Regions from separate parts of the Zea mays genome. Here region 1 is linked to region 2. The links are chromatin contacts, called in public Hi-C maps. All regions are on one chromosome and are shown on one strand. The core of a region is the stretch at or near the end of the contact, and the rest is flanking DNA. Distances in the headings are between cores, read along the strand shown. Region 1 holds the start of LOC100284254 (tesmin/TSO1-like CXC domain containing protein). Region 2 holds the start of LOC100194143.

Region 1 (4,711 bases), core at 1,759-4,258, 280 kb after region 2:
ACCAGTGAATAAGGAAATTTCTCGACTACACTTTGCATACCATACTGGCACTACAGTCTCTAATTCTATATCAAGACGACACTCGCATGACATCAACTAGACACTTCTCTGCAAAAACTACCAAAGTATATGTAGTTCCTCAAAAAGCATTCTCAAGAATAGCATGTTTATCAGTTTTCAATTTTTCATTAACTTGAGATAGCATGCCTTCCAATCCTAGATACTGGGACTGCTTGGTTCCCTGAGTTCCTAACTTCGCCTGGCCTGGCTTAGCAAGGCTTGCCTTGCCAGCATGGACGAGCAAAATTCGCTCTCCCTGAGTAACAAGCTAAAATCTTGTCTGCACAGGTTACAAGACAAGCTCGCCCAGGATCCAATCACTTGTTGGGTTCTGATTTCCGCTGAGCAAGGTAGTACAGTGGCTAGCAAGACATCCAAGCAGCCCCAACTGAGAACTCGCTGCTGTTATAATGACCCCTACTGGTCTTGGACCAATCTCGCAGATAAGAATAGCCAGCTCCAAGCTGTGCAAATTGCAAATAGGGCCACAATAAGTTCGATGGGGTTGGCAGTCACCTTTGTTAGAATGGCTCCATAGTCAAGTTTTGCCTACAGGAAGGTATGATGGTTGGCTATTATAACAAGTTGTAGACATGGACATGGTTCTGGGATATGAAATCCTAGTTGTATAGGTTAATTAAATTCCAACAGAACAGCCCCTGTCCCTACAGATAGGAACAGGGGTAGTGCTGAGTGTTTCAGAAGAACCATTGACCATCTTCCTAAATCCTCTAATACAATTATGCAGCAGGCAACTCCTGAAAAATCTGCTCTAGCTAGAAAGCTACAAGGTACTTCATAACCTCTGTATTCAGATTCTAATGCTTAGTCTATACGAAAACACTAGCTTCAAGTGCATGATAATGAACCTAATCATAATTACACCCCCTCCCTCCTCGCTCTAACCTCGGCCCTGGTAAGTTTGGGCAGTAACATTGGGTGACAGGTTCTATTGGTGCAGAGTTCCTGACAACAATATCTAGTTGTTCCTAAGAATGCTAGAACATAAAATTGTTGAAAACAGTGTCAAGCAATGAAAATCACAAGTCATGCGAGTAACCTATCTAGTTGTCAGTTAAGGAAGAAACTTATGCAATGCTAAGAATAAGAATATAAGATACCAAACAGAATCAAACTAGATATCTAACTCCCACTTTAAAATCATTCACTATACTTCATTTTCCAGTTCCTTAATTGCATTACCTTTTCTCCCAAATGGGTTTCTACAATCATCGCATTTACAGTTGATGGAGCATCCTGCCCCTCCCTTCAAATAAAAAAAACATATTTCCATATTCAGAAATTCTGTCACAATGAAATTGAAAATTAACAGGACAAGGCCGAATATGGAACCTGGTAGCAGTCGCAGTACTTCTTAAGGCAGCCTGACTTCTTGCATGTGCATTTTCTTCTAATAAGATCCATAGGAGACCTTATGACTTGTTCCTGAAGCCAATAAGCAGCAGGATCACCAAAAACAAAATGAAGACAAGACTCAGTGTCGGAGGCTCCCACATGAGTGAGGTCTGGGGAAGGTTTTTAAAAATGAAAGAAAGTTTATAGAAAGATATAGATAAGGTGATGTAAGAAGATCTTCGTACCACTATATCTTGGCCAGCTTCGAATGTTTGGACAGGTTTCAGAGGTAAAACTGTTGCCATCCGCAGAGTACCTTGCAATTGTGGCTTGTTATGACAAGGTTCACATCCACATGATTCAGTACAATGTAACCCAGAAGCAAAGCACACACAGTAACTGTTACAGAATAACACAGACAAAGGTTATACACAAAAGGGAACTTAAATTAGCAAGAAAAAAAAACACAAAGACAAACGCATGCTCAAGTGTGGAGGTTGCATGCCATTGAGCAGGCAATGGCACACACTAAGCGTCCACAGGGCCACAGGTGTGTGCATGAACCAGCCCAGTTTGCTTAGCGCAGAGTTTTCAACTCAGTAGATTAATCACTGGTTCGTCCATGGTTCTAGAACATATCGGTAGCTTGATCTTGGCAATTTCCTTCTCGTTAATGGATATCGAATTCCGAACTACTGGGAGCTCAATAAAACTGCAGCATTTTGCCACATTTGAAACGTGAGACTGTCAGATCTAAACATGCCTAAAAAACACTGAATTCGTCAGTGACAGGGATCCAAATCAGCACCGAACCAAAATGGTGAAGCATCCTAGTCCATCCCTCCCTCCCTCGTGGGCGAACGAGACAATAGAGAAGGCTGCAACTGCAAGCACGGGGAGTAATAGGGCAACTTACAGCTTGAGGCACCTGGACTTCTTGCAGCTGCAGGTCTTGCACCCGTCCCCGTCCTCCGCCTTCCTCCTGATTCACACACCCAGAAAAGAGAAAACAGAGGGGGCGGAGTGAGTGAGTGAGTGAGTGAGAGAGAGAGAGAGAGAGAGAGAGAGAGAGAGAGAGAGAGAGAGAGGAAAAATGTGTGCGGGAGCGAGCGATACCGCACGCAACGAAACAAAAGAGGAAACCGGGCGCGGGGCGGAAACTTTGCAGAAAAGGGGAAAGAGGGAGGGGGCGCACGGACCTCCTCTTCCTGTCGGAGCTGCCGTTCGCCTCCGCCGGCGCCGGAGCTGGAGCCTGCAGCGAGAAGGCCGCGGAGGCGGTGGGCGCGGCGGCAGCCTCGGCGGCGGGAGGAGGCGGGGGCGGAGGCGGCGGAGCAGGAGCAGGAGGAGGCGGGGAGAGGCGCGCGTCGTCGGGCTCCGATCCGGCTGGCTCCGGCCGCGGCGGATTCGGCGGCCCCACCTCCGCTTCCATCGGATCGGGCGCCGCCGCCGCTGGCGGCGCCCCGATCGGCGGCGTGGGGCTCGCCGTGGCGACGAAGCGAAGGCGAGAGGGGTGGGGAGGTGCCGAGGCGGAAAGGGTAGAGACTAGAGAGGGATGGCACGAGAGAAGGAAAGCCAACTGGTGAAAGCGGGGGCGGGGCTTTGAGATTCGCGCCCGCTGCGAGGGGACGGCTTTGATCGGGCGTTGCCTCCTTGGATCCGGGTTTGGTTCCGTTTCGACCTGGGCTTTCTGCTGGCGCAGAACGTGATTAGCATAAGCAAAAGCCGCGGCCTTTTTCTTTCTTTCTTTTTTTCCTTTGGCAGGGCGTGATTAGTCGTGGAGTGGTAAATAGCAAATGGAATTCCAAATCCAGAAATCCTGTGCTCCGGATAGATCAGTAGCACCTATGTTGCCTGGTGCACTTGCCGTGTCACGCTCTCTCTTTCTCCTGCTTCATGGTACAGGGCCGTAAAGCGGTGGGGCTGATCGGCCGCACCGGATTTTAAAAAATAGAGGGTCTTTTAGCTACCGGACGCTAGCACTTTTTTCTATTAAACCTATCTATTCTAGACACAAATATACAAAGAGTGATACACTATCGATCAGTCTTGTTTAAATTGTTAAACTCATATCTCAATTACTTAACGAATACTTCATCTGTTTTAAAATAGTATTTGTTTTAGCTCTTGATTTTTTTGTTTATATTCAACTAGATGATTATAAATCCACTAAAGAAGCAAAACAAATTCTATTGTGATATAGAGAGAGTATTATTTACTATACACATGATGGTTGCATCGGCAGAGAAGCTTTTTAAAATCGAAATATTTTTGTGAACTATTTATGGTCAACAATAACTCAAGAGATGTTAAATGGCATGACGCTTCTATATATCAAAAAAAAGTTGTTGGATGAGATTGATCTCAATGATATAAGTGATGACTTTGTATCACAAAATGTTAGAAGATATTTTTAATGATATCAGATAACAAGTACGTGTTTTTGCTATATTTTACATTTATTATCTTATAAACATTCAAACAGTGCATAATAATTTTTATACGTCAAATATTCAATAATTATATATATTTGTGTGTGGATGAGTCCTATATATCAAATTTCGCATTGGGCCCTGAAAAGTCAGGAACGGCACTGCATGGTACCATATGCGTGAGGGCTGGATATCGAACAGCTCAATATCTAGCCGCATAGGTGTGGTAATGGATCACGATTTAAATATTTCTTTAAAAAATAATAGGGTCATAATAAATTATAGTTCAAAAATAAATAGAAATAGAATATGATCTGATCCTTAAAATTTATAGTGTAAAATTTAGAGTTCATTGTCAGTCATAGCCACATATGAGGGCTATTTAGCCAGCTCGACTCGACTCATCCGAGTTCGAACTCGCTCGTTAAGTTAACGAGACAGAGTCAACTCAACTCGTTTATGAGCTCGAATTGACTCATTTAGCTTGCGAACCAGAATGGAAAAATAATATGTACATAATAATCAATTTCTAGGTAATTTCAAACTAATTTGACAAAAGGAAATAGTAATTATACTCAGTTTCACGGATCACATAAATGTAACACCAAATTAACACAACTCGTAAATTCAAACACATGTTCATCAGTTTAACCCACAGTTATATTCGCATAGACCAATTTAACACATAGACACAATTTATCTGTCGGGTACCATAATTAGAGGTACCCCCAACACTCCTAAACTCGGCTGATAATCACCATCAGCGCAAACTGCAGAGACTGATGGGTGCAATTCAGGTCAAGGCCTCGTCTACTCAAGGGACGCAATCTTGCCTCGTCCGAGCCCGGCCTCGGGCGAGAATAGTA
Region 2 (4,216 bases), core at 572-3,071:
GAAAGACGACATGTTCAGCAAATAAGTGTTGTGGAAATGTGTATGTTACGCCGGATTTGTGGCCACAAGAAGAGATCGAGTCGATGAGTCCTGAACATTGATATTCGTGATAGGCAAGGGGTAGCACCAAATGAACAAAAGCTTATTCAACACCGGTTGAGATGGTTTAAACATGTCCAATACAGATCTCTAGAGGCACCAGTGCGTAGTGGGATCCTAAGGCGTAATAGCAATGGGAAGAGAGGCAGGAAAAGACCAAAGTTGACATGAGAAGAGACAGAAAAAAGAGACTTAAAAGGATGGAATATATCCAAAGATTTAGCCTCAAACAGGAGTAAAAGGCTTTGTTGTTTGCTGTTGTTGTTGTCAACAAGTAGATATAGATAGTCGCTGGCTGTTCTAGTAAGGTACAAAGAAATCCATTCAAGTTTGTAACTTTTTTTACCATCTCCAGGATAAAAGTAAAACACACGGCTGGAAGCTCCCATAATGCTAATTCATAAACAGATCATTGACACTTTCTACAGTTTCACTACTCATACTATTATTAGGAACTTCATAAATTCTGGTGCTCATTTGTATGTGGGTTCTTTAATCATTCGTATAAATCTTCATTTCACAAAGGATGTTGTAAAAGGTTCTGATTTAGAATAGCAAGTTATGTGCACACTGCACAGAGCCACAGACCATATCATAAATGAAATGGACATACAAAGGAAGAACTCTTTCAATACTTATTTAGAACTTTCAAGCCAGCTAGCAGTACAACTATAGTATCACAAACAAGAAACGAGTCCACAGTTTTGTCACGTCTTTTAATTTATTCTTGAGGCACATACATAAATGTCACATCTACATAAAGAACAAACTAAGCTATTTTGGAAAGGAAGGTGTTTTCCCTTTCCTCTCCTGTTAGGGAATAATAATTGTTTTACATCTAAAAGTAACGCCTCTGTCGTCAGCTACACAGGAATAATGTGAGATCAGTGAGTTTTATCCATGTAGGAACGACAAAAGGGCATCCCAGATACTCGTCCATTCGGCCATGTCGTTACATGGCCAGATCTTTGAGTTGAAGTATTGTAGACACCCATTGGACATCATCAACAGGTAACGTCAGATCATCAGGTTCAGGATGTTATGTCACAGGAATATGCCTAGATTCAGAATCTTGGAGCACTAGGAACCATAAACCTAATTTCCAACAGCACCCAAACCATAAACGGACACTTTCAAGGGTTTAATTTGCATTTTGAACAGACTGAAAGAAGCCACCAAATCATCACACCATATTCGCAACAACCGCTGTGGTGCCGCAAATCAACCACAAACACTCCATCTCACTTACAGAGCCTCTCAGCACCCCCCACCACCAAACACACACACAATCTGCAATCCCCACTACCGTTGTACACTCAAACCGCAGGAGTCAAACACTGATCAGTGATCACGCACGCGGTGGGGGCGCACGGTTCTTCGTCTCCCACCCCACGCGTATTTGACACACCCAGGCCGCAGCTATCCATAGCTTCCCCAAACGCAGGATGGGCGCACGCGCAACTAGGGTTTTTACCACCGGCACGGCGGAGAAAGAACAGGAGTGGGGGCGCCGGAAGGAACCTGTAGAGGGTGGCGTTGTCGGGGTCGAGCTTGATGGCCTGCGTGTAGAGCGCGGCAGCCTTGAGGTAGCTCCCCGCCTTGAACTGCTCATTCCCCTGGTCCTTGAGCGCCGCCGACGCCGCAGGAGGTCCTCCTTCTCCTCCGCCGTCCGCCATCGCCGCCGCCGCCGCCGCCAGGTGGGTCCGCGGGGTTAGGGTTTTGGGGTCCGCGAGCTCCCCCGCTCGTTTTCGTTTCCTTTTTTGTTGTTCTTTTTTCGCAACTTTTCTTTCTCCTGTTCTCTGGAATCTGGATGCAAGATCGAGAAAAACCACGTGCGCGGCACCGTATAATGATAAAATCTACCGTACGGAGTATGCATACAGCACACAGGATCCTCTGTTGCATAAAGCTATCTTTAATAATTTAGGTCGTTACTAGGTCTATACTCGTGCGTTACCACGGAAAACACATGAAATCGTAATATGTGTTGTATCGTAAATCAAACAATATATCATGATATGACTTCTCGTCCTAAATTAGGTATATATAAAATTGCATTATCTTAACAACACTGTTATATTCCTCTTAAGGTCTTGTTCGGTTATTTCAATCTCATATGAATTAGATGAGATTGAAAAAAATTATGAAAGATTTTGGTTTATTTAGGATTTAAACTCACCTAATCTCACTCAATCCACATAGATTGATAGCGAAACAAACAAGCTCTAAGATGATAAAGGTCAATACAACATGCAGCAACACTACAAAAGTTAAAGATAATCATAACAACTTTCATCAAAAGATAGACACAAGTAAGTAGGCTTGCCGGTGATTACCCAACATATCATAACCACTACATCTGAGTAGAATAAGGAATACAACAAATTAAAGTAACTCCAACAGCCTAGGTATAAATCCTAGCAAAATTTATGGTGTGTTTGGTTAGGGGATTGGCTCCATCCGGAATCAGCCGATCCAGAATGGATTCATTCCTCACAGGATTGGATGGTTCTTTCTTTATGTTTGGTTAGAGAAATGAGGTGAATCCATTTTTTGTTTGTTTTGAGGAAGCAGGTTGTCGGGGACCATAATTAGGGGTACCCTCAAGGCTCTTAAATCTCAGCTGGTAACCCCCATCAGCACAAAGCTGCAAAGGCCTGATGGGTGCGACTAAGTCAAGGATCGGTCCATTCGAGGGACGCGATCACGCCTCGCCCGAGCCCAGCCTCGGGCAAGGGCAGCCGACCCCGGAGGATCTACGTCTCGCCCGATGCCCCCCTCCAGCAACGGACACACCTTCGGCTCGCCCAAGGCTCAGTCTTCACCAAGAAGCAACCTTGGCCAAATCGCCACGCCAACCGACCAAATTGCAGGGGCATTTAATGCAAAGGTGGCCTGACACCTTTATCCTGACGTGCGCCCTCCAGTCGACAGAGCCGAAGTGACCGCAGTCACTTCGCCGCTCCACTGACCGGTCTGACAAGAGGACAGCGTCGCCTGCGCCGCACCGACTGCTGAGCCACTCGACAGAGTGAGGCTGACAGCAGCCAGGCCCGGGCTCAGGCGCCATAGGAAACTCCGCTTCGCCCGACCCCAGGGCTCGGACTCGGGCTCAGCCCCGGAAGACGACGAACTCCGCTTCGCCCGACCCCAGGGCTTGGACTCGGGCTCAGCCCCGGAAGACGACGAACTCCGCTTCGCCCGACCCCAGGGCTTGGACTCGGGCTCAGCCCCAGAAGACGACGAACTCCGCTTCGCCCGACCCCAGGGCTCGGACTCGGGCTCAGCCCCGGAAGACGACGAACTCCGCTTCGCCCGACCCCAGGGCTCGGACTCGGGCTCAGCCCCGGAAGACGACGAACTCCGCTTCGCCCGACCCCAGGGCTCGAACTCGGGCTCAGCCCCGGAAGACGACGAACTCCGCTTCGTCCGACCCCAGGGCTCGGACTCGGACCCAGCCCCGGAAGACGACGAACTCCGCTTCGCCCGACCCCAGGGCTCGGACTCGGACCCAGCCCCGGAAGACGACGAACTCCGCTTCGCCCGACCCCAAGGCTCGGACTCAGCCCTGGCCTCAGCCGACGATCTCCGCCTCGCCCGACCCAGGGGCTCGGACTCGACCTCGGCCTCAGAAGACAGACTCGACCTCGACCTCGGAGGAGCCTCCACATCGCCCAACCCAGGGCACGGACCGACCACGTCAACAGGAGGCGCCATCATTACCCTACCCCAAGCTGACTCAGGCTACGGGGAACAAGACCGGCGTCCCGTCTGGCTCGCTCCGCCAGACAAGTAATGATGGCGCCCCGCACGCCCGATGACGACGGCGGCTCTCAGCCCCCTAACGAAAGCAAGAGGACGTCAGCAAGGACTCGACAGCCCCGACAGCTGTCCTTCCGCCAGGCTCCAGCGCTCCTCCGACGGCCACGACACCTCACGAACCGGGTGCCAAAACCTCTCCGGCTGCCACATGACATGTACATAGGGCGCTAGCTCTCCTCCGCTAGACATGTTAGCACACTGCTACACCCCCCATTGTACACCTGGATCCTCTCCTTGCGCCTATAAAAGGAAGGACCAGGGCCCTCTTACAGAGGGTTGGCCGCGCGGGGAAGGA

Evidence for each region. A called contact is a pair of places that touch in the nucleus more often than the background predicts.
Region 1: a contact with region 2 is called in a Hi-C map of tassel, with 3 times the contacts expected there. The contact joins the promoter of LOC100284254 here to the promoter of LOC100194143 in region 2. A contact is called at or near these places in 2 of 25 Hi-C or Micro-C datasets (ear and tassel).

Annotation. Positions count from the first base shown.
Region 1 is chr1:175,289,058-175,293,768 of Zm-B73-REFERENCE-NAM-5.0, forward strand. It overlaps LOC100284254 (tesmin/TSO1-like CXC domain containing protein), which reads right to left and starts at 3,009. Exons shown (of 6, transcript NM_001157149.2): 1 at 2,616-3,009; 2 at 2,333-2,398; 3 at 1,662-1,815; 4 at 1,414-1,506; 5 at 1,264-1,327. The coding sequence starts at 2,845.
Region 2 is chr1:175,009,197-175,013,412 of Zm-B73-REFERENCE-NAM-5.0, forward strand. LOC100194143 reads right to left here and starts at 1,822. Exons shown (of 8, transcript NM_001139194.1): 1 at 1,621-1,822. The coding sequence starts at 1,775.